Linked DNA regions of Sus scrofa: region 1 is linked to region 2. The links are chromatin contacts, called in public Hi-C maps. All regions are on one chromosome and are shown on one strand. The core of a region is the stretch at or near the end of the contact, and the rest is flanking DNA. Distances in the headings are between cores, read along the strand shown. Region 1 overlaps TFDP2 (transcription factor Dp-2). Region 2 overlaps TFDP2 (transcription factor Dp-2).

The links. A called contact is a pair of places that touch in the nucleus more often than the background predicts.
Region 1: a contact with region 2 is called in a Hi-C map of fetal liver, with 2.3 times the contacts expected there. The contact joins two enhancer-like sites. A contact is called at or near these places in 1 of 5 promoter capture datasets (fetal liver), 4 of 47 Hi-C or Micro-C datasets (blood, epiblast stem cells, fetal liver and 1 more) and 1 of 2 datasets of contacts at active chromatin or transcription factors (skeletal muscle).

Annotation. Positions count from the first base shown.
Region 1 is chr13:82,906,970-82,912,700 of Sscrofa11.1, forward strand. All of the region lies in intron 1 of TFDP2 (transcription factor Dp-2), which reads right to left. Among named protein-coding and RNA genes, the nearest start is that of TFDP2, 28 kb to the right of the region's middle. Within about 2 kb of position 2,227, at least 4 of the 83 cell types and tissues checked have an H3K27ac peak or open chromatin away from gene starts, as enhancers often do. A contact at or near this core is called in fetal liver, where this site is marked.
Region 2 is chr13:82,822,646-82,828,308 of Sscrofa11.1, forward strand. The region is part of intron 1 of TFDP2 (transcription factor Dp-2); the gene reads right to left. Among named protein-coding and RNA genes, the nearest start is that of TFDP2, 110 kb to the right of the region's middle. Within about 2 kb of position 1,391, at least 11 of the 83 cell types and tissues checked have an H3K27ac peak or open chromatin away from gene starts, as enhancers often do. A contact at or near this core is called in fetal liver, where this site is marked.

The DNA of each region.
Region 1 (5,731 bases), core at 977-3,476, 85 kb after region 2:
GGACACCTCTGGGAGGGAACATACTTGGCCAAGGGCGACTCCCAGTAAGGGATACAGCAGATAACTCATTGCTGTGGCTGTGGTATAGGCTGGCGGCTACAGCTCCTATTCAACCCTTAGCATGGGAACCTCCACATGCCACAGGTACGGCCCTAAAAAAAGAAAAAAAAAAAAGAAAAAAAGACACAACCTGGAGTTCTCTTGTGATACAGTGAGTTAAGGATCTGGCAATGTCACTGCAACAGCTTTGGTCATTGCTATGGCTCAGGCTCGATCCCTGGCCCAGGAACTTCTACATGCCACAGGAGCGGCTGAAAAAAAGACACAAGCCATAGAGTCAAAGTATGCTACCCATGAAAGAGAAAAAAATTTGCAAATCCAAAATCTGAAAGAGATTCAAAAATCTGATAGGGATTAACATCCAAAAAAATATGGGAAGAACTAAAACTCAATGACAAAAAAAAAAAATCCAATTCAAAAATGAAAATAGGACTTGAATGGACATCACTCCAAAAAAGATATACAAATGACCTATAAGCACAAGAAAAGATGCTCAACATCACTAATCACTAGTGAAATGCAAATCAGAACTACAATGAGATACCACCTCACACCTATCTAGATGGCCACTATCAAAAAATAGAAAACGAGTGTTGGTGAGGATGTGCAGAAACTGGACCCCTGTACACAGTTGGTGAGACTATAATATAGTATATCTGCTATGGAAAACAGTACAGCAGTTCCTCAAAAAATTAAAAATTAAGGAGTTCTCATGTTGTGTGGTAGGTTAAGGACCCAGCATTGTCACTGCTGTGGCTTGGGTTCCTGTTGTGGCATGGGTTCAATCTCTGGCCCAGGAACTTCTACATGCTGCAGGTGCAGCCAAAATAGAAAAAAAATTAAAAATTAAAAACAATAACTGTATGATCCAGCAATTCCACTTCTGGATACATACACAAAAGAACTGGAAGTAGGATCTCAAAGAGGTATCTGTACACTCATGTTCATAATAGCATTATCCACAATAGCTAAAACATGGAAGCAGTTGTATCCATTGACAGATGATTGGATAAGCAAAATGTGGTACATATATACATACAATGGAATATTATTCAGTCTTAAAAAAAGGAAATTCTGCTATATTCCACAACATGGATAAACCCTACAGACATTACACTAAGCAAAATAAACCAGTCACAAGAAAACTATGATTCTACCTATATGAAGTACTTAGAGAAGACAAAATCATAGAGTTAGAAAGTAAATGATGGCTGTCAAGGGCTGGGGGACGGGAGGCAGGAATGGAGGATGACTATTTAATGTGTACAGAGTTTCAGTTTTATAAGATAAAAAGAGTTATGGACATGAGTGCTGCTGGTTATACAATATGAACTATATACTTAAAATGGTTAAAGTGGTAAATTTCATGTATATTTTACCACAATAAAAAAAATTCTTGGGAGTTCCCTTCATGGCTCAGTGGTTAACGAACCTGATACATGAGGATGTGGGTTTGATCCTTGACTTTGCTCAGTGGGTTAAGGATCCGGCGTTGCCATGAGCTATGGTGTAGGTCACAGATGCGGCTCAGATCCCACATTGCTATGGCTGTGGCTGTGGGTCAGCAGCTACAGCTCTTGTTCGACCCCTAGCCTGGGAACCTCCATATGCTGCAGGTGCGGCCCTAAAAAGACAAAAAAAAAAAAAAGGAAAGAAAGAAAGAAAAGAAAACACCACAATGCAAGTCATAGGAAAAATAAACTGGGAAAGAATACATGCAATTCACGTTACAGAAAAAGAGTTAATTTCTAGCCTATGAAAGCTCCTATATATAAATAGAACACCAAGAGCCTAAAGAAAAAAGGGCAAAGGATGCATAACAGAAAACACAAATGGCTTTTAAACATAAAAAAAAACTCATCCAACCTCTCTCATAAGAGAAATACAAAATAAAGTTGTAATATATAAGATCAAAAATATTGATACCAGTACACTGTATTGATAGAGACGAAGGAAAATAGACTTTATCATACCTGCTGGTGGTAGAATAGATAGGTACAATCTTATAGAGGATAACTTCAGCATATCTATGAAAATTATACATGCACATATTCCCATGAGGTTTTTTCCTAGGGTCATGTGAAACCACAGATACACAAAGACACTCCCTAGGGTATCTATTTCATAGCAAAAGTTAAGACAAACCCTGGTAGTAGACTGGTTAAACAAATCGCAGTCTAAAAAAAGAAGGGAGCTCATTGTGTATAGATAGAATGACCTCCAATGTAAACTGTCCAGTGAAAAGAAGCAAGTGAAAGAGAAGTGTGTGTAACATTACAGCATTTGTATGAGAAAGACTACCTCAGAGGCAAAGGAAATGGGTGGATATATGGGCAAGTGTGAGAAGAACACATTTTTCTTTTATTTGACTAATCTTAAGGAAATAATAAGATGAGCTACTTACATCCTTTATACCTTCTCTATTTTCACCAGAAACACAAAGAACGTATCTATATACCACACTAACTTAAACTTTTTCAATTCTGTGTTTTCCTTTGTACAGAAACAATACTTTTTGCTTTCAAAAAAAATAAGTAGAAATAACCACCTGAGGTACAGAGATAGAGTATGGCTTTTATAATACTTCAGACAGAATCTTTGCTTAGAGAGCTTAAAAAAACCTAGCTGTTATACTGTAATCAAATCCTGTGTAAAGAAAAGCCTTCCACAATAAGGTAGGGAACCAATACGTGGAATTCCAAACAGAAACACAAGTTTTTAAAAAGCCAGAAGAGGGCGCTATTACTTCATTAAAGTCTCCCTGGTACCTACCTCTAAGCCTCTCAGCTTCTGTTATAAACAGATCTTCTTCAGGTCTCTCTGGTTGCCCTTCCTCCTTCCCTCCTATATTTACCTATCCTACTCTTCACGCAAGATGTGAAACTGAAATAAACATTAGTGGAAAAGGAAGAAAGGAAATTCTTGAATTTATAACAATACTATGTTAAGTGAATATAACATACTTAAAATGTATTATAAGGTTGTTATAAGTTTAGGTGTATAATATAGTGAGTCACAATTTTTAAAGATTATAGTTATTATAAAAAATATTGGCTATACTCCTTGTGCTATATACATCCTTGTCACTTATTTTACACATAGTAGTCTGTACCTCTGAATCCTCTAACTCTATTTTGTCTTTTCCCTATCCCCTCTCCCCATTGCTCAGCATTAGTTTGTTCTTTACATTTGAGCCTGTTTTTATGTTATATTCACTAGTTTGTTTTATTTTTTTGGTTCCACATGTAAGTGATAACTTACAGTATTTGTTTTTCTCTGATTTATTTCACTAAACATAACACCCTCCAAGTCCATCCACATTGTTGCAAATGGAAATTTTTCATTCTTTTTTTAAGGCTGAGTAGTATTCCATTGAATATACATACATCTTCACCCACTCATCTGTTGATGCCACACTTGGATTGCTTCTGTATCTTGGCTATTATAAATAATGCCACTAGGAACACTGGGGTGCAAGTATCTTTTTGAATTAGTGTTTTTCATTTTCTTCAGGCATATACCTAGGAGTGGAATTGCTACATTACATGGTAGTTCTGATTTTAGTTTTCTGAGGACCCTCCATACTCTTTTCCATGGTAGTTGCACCAATTTGCATTCACACCAACAATAAGTATACAGCGGTTCCCTTTTCTCCACATCCTTGCTAACATTTGTTATTTGTAGTCTGAGGACAGGTATTCTGACAGGCATGAGCTCATATCTCATTGTGGTTCTGATTTGGATTTCTCTAATGATAGCAATGTTGGGCCTCTTTTAATACACCCCTTGGCTATCGTAAGTCTTCTTTGAAAAAAAAAAGTCTATTCAGATCTTTTGCCTATTTTCTGATGGGGCTGTTTGTTTTTTAAAACTGAGTTGTATGTGCTGTTTATATATTTGGAGTATTAATCCTTTATCATCATATCATTTCCAAGTACCTTCTTCTATTCAGTAGATTGTCTTTCCATTTTGTCAGTGGTTTACTTTGCTGTGCAAAAGCTTCTTAAGCTTAATTGGGTCCATTTGTTTATTTCTACCTTGTTTCCTTTGCCTTGAGAAATGGATCTTCAAAAAAAAAAAAAAATGCTGCAATGATTTATGTCCAAGAGTGTTCTGCCTATGTTTTCTTTTAGGAGTTTTACGGTTTCCAGGCTTACTTTAAAAGTCCATTTTGGGAGTTCCCATGGTGGCGCAGCGGAAGCATATCTGACTAGGAACTGTGAGGTTGAGGGTTCAATCCTTGGCCTTGCTCAATGGGTTAAGGATCTGGCTTTATCATGAGCTGTGGTGTAGGTCACAGACACGGCTCGTATCTGGCACTGCTGTGGCTTTGGAGTAGGCCAGTGGCAACAGCTCTGATTAGACCCCTAGCCTGAAAACCTCCACATGCCGCGAGTGCAGCCCTAAAGAGACGAAAGACAAAATAAATAAATAAATAATAAATAAATAAATAAAAGTCCATTTTGAGTTTATTTTTGTATATGGTATAAGAAAATGTTGTAATGTCAATCTTTGGGGGGGGGGGTGCGTGTGGCCACAGAATGTGGAAGTTCCCGGACCAGGGATTGAACCGACACCACAGCAGTGACAATGCCAGATCTTTAACCAGCTGTGCCACGAGAGAACTTCTCTAATGTCATTCTTTTGTATGTAGTTTACATAAGGTTCTTTTTAAAAAAAAAAAAAAAAAAGCAGTTTATTGGTGAACATTAGGCTATTTCCATTCTTTTTTGTTTTTTAATTACTCAAATGAATTTATCACATCTGTAATTGTATAATGATCATAATAATCTGATTTCACAGGACTTCCATCCCACAGCCCAAGCACATCCCCCCACCCCCCAAACTGTCTCGTCCGGAGACCAGAAGTTTTTCAATGCCTGAGAGTCAGCATCTGTTCTGCAAAGAAGTTCAGTCTGTCCTTTCTTCAGATTCCACATGTCAGTGAAAGCACTTGATGCTGGTGTCTCATTGTATGGCTGACTTCACTTAGCATAATTTCTAGGTCCATCCATGTTGCTAAAAATGCCGGTATTTCATTCTTTTTAATGGCTGAGTAATATTTCATTGTGTATATGTACAACATCTTCTGGATCCACTCCTCTGTCGATGGACATTTAGGTTGTTTCCATGTCTTGGCTATTGAAAATAGTGCTGAAATGAACATCAGAGTGCATGTGTCTTTGCGAGTCCTGGTTTTCTCTGGATAGATGCCCAGGAGTGGAACTGCTAGATCAAATGGTAGTTCTATGTTAAGTTTTCTGAGGAATCTCCATACTGCTTTCCACAGTGGTTGCACCAATGTACAATCCCACCAACAGTGTACTAGGATTCCTTTTTCTCCACACCCTATCCAGCACTTATTGTGTGTAGACTTTTTGATGATGGTCATTCTGGCCGGTGTAAGGTGGTACCTCATAGAGGTTTTGATTTGCATTTTTCTAATAATGAGTGATGTTGAATATCTTTTCATGTGTTTTTTGGCCATTTGTGTGTCTTCTTTGGAGAACTGTCTGTTTAGATCTTCTGCCCATTTTTGGATGGGGTTGTTTGCTTTTTTTGGTATGGAGCTGCAGAAGGTGTTTATAAATTTTGGAGATGAATCCCTCGTCAGTTGATTCACTTGCAAAGATTTTCTTTCATTCTGTGGATTGTCTTTTCGTTTTGTTTA
Region 2 (5,663 bases), core at 141-2,640:
CTCAGGGCATGCTCCCAAAGGGTCAATAAATCTTTTAAGTCAGTCTTTCCTACATACTTTCCCTAGAGGATCAAGTCTGTTCTCATGGCTTGGAAAAGCATTTTTACTTGGAGGACACCTTTTAAAACAATTAGCTAGCTCCTTCTTTCTCTGGTATCCAGAACCATAAATGCCCCGGATTCTTCAACTTGAAAGGAGAAAAAAAATTATTTTTCCATCTTCCCACATGCCAGGATTTAAACAGTACCTCTTCATTTCTTACATCAACTCCTTAATTCAAGCTCTGGTATCTGGAATGTTATAACTGTTTTTATTTAGTTCATCAAACCTCAAAGCTAGAAGATCTTAGAAAACTCACTGGGTTTCTTTGGTAGGACCTTTCCCTCCCAATATTTTTAAAATGTCCATCCCAAAACATTAGTCTCACCTTAAGGTTGGATCCTACTGTTTCTTCACTGGCTTCTTTATCTTTAGTTAAAATATCATTTTGTCCTTTTTCTATTTACCTTGCTCAGACAGGGAAATCTTTTAATTCTCAATTTTCTCATTTCTCATCCACCTGCTTAATTCGAACTTCCCATTTTGGGGCATGCTATCTATCTTCTGATTAATAACTGAAGAAATTTATCATATGGCTTCAAACAACTGATTTTTCCAGGCATTCCCAGTAATTCTTTTCAGTTGTGCCTGGTCAAAGGATATAAAGGGGGTGACAGAAGTGGGAAATGGTAAAGAGATTCACGTCAGCCTAGCAGTTAAGGATCCAGTGTTGGCCCTACAGTGGCTTGGGTTTGATCCCTGGCTCAGGGACTTCTGTAGGCCACGGGTGCAGCCAAATAAAAAAAAAATAATAAAAATTTTTTAAATTAGCCTTTGAGTTCCCTGGTGGTACAGCAGTTAAGGAGTCAGTGTTGTCACTGATGTGGCATGGGTTTGATCCCTGACCCAAGAACATCATGTCCCACCCCCCCACCCCACCCCCACCCCAAAAGCGGGAGAGGGTAGAGTCCCTCTTATTCAAAACACATTGTTTCGGTTGGAGCACTAGAAGCGTGAAGAAGCCAGGTGGGAATGCATATTTTAAAGGAGTGCCTCCGATGATTCCTACGAGCCAGCAAAATGGGACAGACTGCTACAAGCGAAGTGCCCATTGTCTCTGTGCTCCAATCAGAGAAGTAATGTCATCTGAGCAGAATCTACTACTTATCTCCATTTTCAGCTTAAAAAGAGAAAGGGCCCAGTGACTCTTATTTACTGTCTCTTGTTCTTAAACGTTGTATCTTTTCACTGTTTAGCCTATTTTCAACCACTACTTTTAGCACAGTCACTGAGGCCAAAACACCCACCAGATGGCACACAGACGCTGTCTGCAGGCCTGGAAAAGAGAGGGAGCGGAAAGCAGCACATTTTTATCTTGCACCAACAGCCAGTGAATGGCTAGAGCAGATCAAGGCAGCTGGGTGCAACCACAAGGATCAGGCCTGATGAGCATGAGAATACCCAAGGGTACTTCATTGGAAATCACTCTCATGAAGAAGCCCAGAGGCCTCAGAGATGGTAACCCAGACAGTGTTAACAAACAAATCATTTGAAATTTACAGTCAAGAGAAGATATTTTTTAATATTTTCAAAGGGTGATGAAGACTGCACACAGATGTAGAAATTAAAAGTTGCGTTCTTCAAATAAATTTAAAACTTTAGGACACAAATTCAAAAAGGCCAATACCACCCGTGAATCAGAATTTCAAAGCAGTTCTTTTCCTTAGCAAACAAAAAAAGGGATGGTTGCATTCCATATGCCATGCTAAGAAGCTTATTCAAAACTGCACTGTTATCAGTATTCTTATTTCAGTAACAAGTTTCACTTGAGAGCTATTACTGAGCTACATTTAAACCATATTGTCAAGAGCAAGATATCTTAGACATCAATATCAACAAAATCTTTTGTATTGAAATCTTAACCATTAAAAGAGTCTGCAAACTTTTATAAGTAAGTTCTACTGGGTCCACCTAGCATACAGTATGTGCTCAGTTAGAAATCTCTTCATTTTTCTGTCAGAGAAATTGCCAAGAGAGCTGCCAAACTTTGCACAAGTGAGCAAAGTGCCAAAAGCAAAGCTTCCTGCTTGATGATCACCAGCTTTAGAGTCAAGACCCAAAAGCTCATTTGAAAACTGGTTGCTTAAAACTTGGTAGAAAGAAACAATGCTATTACACCATAGGTTCCTGGAGCCACTTGCAAAACAGAGTTAGCTCATAATACACTTAAAGCACAACACTCATGCCTGCTCCTAAACAACAATATAAAGAAAAATACAAGTGTCAGGCAAATCTTCCTTCTGATTCCACACCAGAGATGAGCGATTTCTAGGTAACCACCGGTAGTTTCTAACTGCATAAAAATATGTAAGGCAGAGAGAACATCTAAATCAGTCACTCTCTGGGTATTCTGACTCCGAGAAAGATGAATAGGGAAAGCTTAGACTCCCCTATCCCGCCCCCCCAACCCCGAGACCTCGGTTTTGTGCTAAAGAGATTCTATATAAGGCAGGAACCACAGGTACTTCATTCCAGAAGCTTTTTTTCAGTATATTGTTCTTAAGTTGAAGGGTTAACAGTCTCAATTACTTCTACTGATGCTGATTACTAACTATAGATGCTGATGCTGTAAAGTGCTGTCATGACTACATTTGTAATATATAAGACACACATTTTTGAAAACTACAACCTACGATGCTGTCATGGTTATAATCGCAAGTAAGATCATCAAAATTTTTAGGGCTGTCTATTCCATCAAAACTAAACATTCCTTGGTCAAAATTCTCAAAGTTCTTACTCTAAACAAACCTATAACTTTGTAAATCCATTTTACACTCCATGTAAGTTATCTTAGAAAAAAACTCAAACTGCTACACGTTAATATTCCTTAAACAAGCAAAATGTGCATAGATCAATTTTGGACTCAAATCTTAATTCAAACAATGATCTAAAAAGTTTCAACATCTCTAAATTCTGTTGTCATTATTTGAAGCAAAGAAAAATCTTCAGGGAAGCCCACAGATCCTAGCAAACAGCAAGAGAAGTTCCTAATAATCTCCTTCACCGTTGCTAATCTTTCCCAGTCCTCTTCTTAGACCAATTAAACATTGAGAAAACCGTTTAACATTTGCTCCATATGCAAATTTTGAACTACGGTTCAAAGAATTGTTTATTACATATTATTACTAACTTTATAGTGTAGGGTAGGGCAAAATTTCCTAAGTGCCTAATATGTGAAAGATCTGGTGCTCAGCACTGGTTTTCTAACAGCCAACTTTAAGAAATGCATAAAGCTCTAACATTTGTAAACGCACACTATGTGAGAGCACAGAACTTCTCTATGTGTTACTTGTGAAAGGGCAGATTTTTACTTTACTCATTATGAACTGCACAAGTTAAAAACCTATTTCTTTGACCGGTTTCATTACATGCATGTCGCTTCTAAGCTCTCTTCCTTCCTACTCTTTCAGCAGATAAACAATCCCCTCTTTCCATTAGTTTACCTACTCAAAGCTTACTATCCTTTTTTTTTTAAAGAGGGAAACTGCAACACATCATTTCTAATTGACTCAAAATATTTGTCCCACATTTCTTAGTCAAAGATCTTTAGCAATAAGTCTCATGCTTCTCACTGAAGATACAAGTCTCTCACTAAATGCAAATGACGTTTCATACTGCAATTTCATTTTGAGCCTTAATATCTATTGTGCAATTACAAACATCTGCCACCTAAGTATTCCTTATATATCTTATAATGGCTTAGTTTTTTCCTAATAGTCTATATGGATTAATGATCATTTTTTCCCATCACTTAAAGGAATTAAAACTTTCTCACATTTCCACTAATCACACATAATTTTTTAAGACTAAAAAAACCTCTTCAAAAAGTATGTTAGCAGAGTATGTTACTCTATACTGTTTCTCAAATCCTGAATATAAAAGAATAAAATTTAAATGACTAAGTTTTCTTTATTCACTGATTAAGTGAGATTTATGACCTCCCCTCCCCATCCCAGCTACTGTGAATTTTGAATGAAACAACCTCAATTGTAACAGAAGAAACATCTGTTGCTTTTTTTTTTCTTCCTCAGGGCTCTCCTAAACTGAAAGAAAGCCTCTCTGCCTGACCTCCTCTTCCACTCCCCCTCCCCACCCACACTAAGTTCCTTAAACTTTTTTTTAAAGTAAATGTATTACTGATAATTACGCTGTTCCATTTAAAATGTCACAGTTTACCTAGAAACACTGGCTTCACCAAAGTTTAGAGAAGGAGTAAATGTTACATACATCAAAACCCCAGAGATGTGAAGGGGAAAATACCCATTGTAACTAAAATGCAGGCTTCAAGAGTATACTTGAAGTGATCAACTCAAGTTGGCACACATCCTGGGCTCACTGAGTGTCATTTATGGCTAAGGTTTTCTTCACAGGATCCAGATTCATACAGAATCTTGCATGCTATATTTTCTTTGCCAACCCAATGCTAACATAATGGCAGTCACTACCCCAAGAGGCAGACACCAAATGGTGCCACCCACACTCTCACACTGTGCCTCATAATAAACCATAAAGCAGTGGAATGCACCGGCCCCTTTATGAGCAAACAATGCCTGAGCTTCATTAGAATACAGCTGACATTTTCAAAGCACAAATACTTTTAAGAAAAATGTCCTAGGAAAAAAGGGAATGAAACAGCTCTAAAAGCTGCAACATTTTTATAAGTGTCAGGTTCATTCCAAAGATCCCGAGGAAGCATATTTTGCTACTGACAATGTAGATGTTTTCATAAATGGAAAAAAATGTATAGTTAGAGGCAAAGCTTATTTTATTAACTACTGGAAAGAAATGAAAGTAAAAACTCACATTTGAATTGCACTCACAAGTAAGAACCACGAAGTACCTTTCAAATTATTCATTTCCTCAACTGCTGCTTTAGTTCTTGAACGGAGAAAACTGAGCCCGGGAATTATTTTTACATTTTAATTGATTTATATAAGTAACTGAGTGATAAACTATGCGTACTCTACCCCTCCCCCCATGCCCACCCCAACCCCCATACCCTGTAGTTTTCCTGTCTGCAACAAGCAAGGACGTCTTGAATTCAGCGTGCTCCTGGCTATTTATCCATTTAGCATTGCTGCTGTTGAATATAAAATAAACGCTGTAAAAAAGCACCCAACAGTAAGAAACAAAATGATCTCTCTTACCTGGTCTAAAGAAGCATGCCTCTCACTGCAGTACCAACAACACTCTACAGTCTTTGTTACCATTCACTGGAAACTTGAGACTGTGTCAGACATGAGCAATCGAGCTCAGAAAGGCTCAATTTAAAATACTTCTCAGAAAAACTAAAAAGATGCTCAAGAAAATCATTGAGTTACTGGCTTTTCAGAGACATGTGAATACCATCTCATGCAACAAAGACACTTAAAAAGAAAATGAAAGTACAGGTCTTAAGAGACCAAGGGGTCTTTTTATGTAGACTCTTGACTTATTAAAGATTGCTTTAGAAATAAGCTTAAAATCAAAGTGGTGAAACAATACAATGTCTAACTCCACGCTAACATTTTTCTAAAAATCACTGGAATTTTAACCGGCTAAAAAAATTAGATGGAACTTACTCA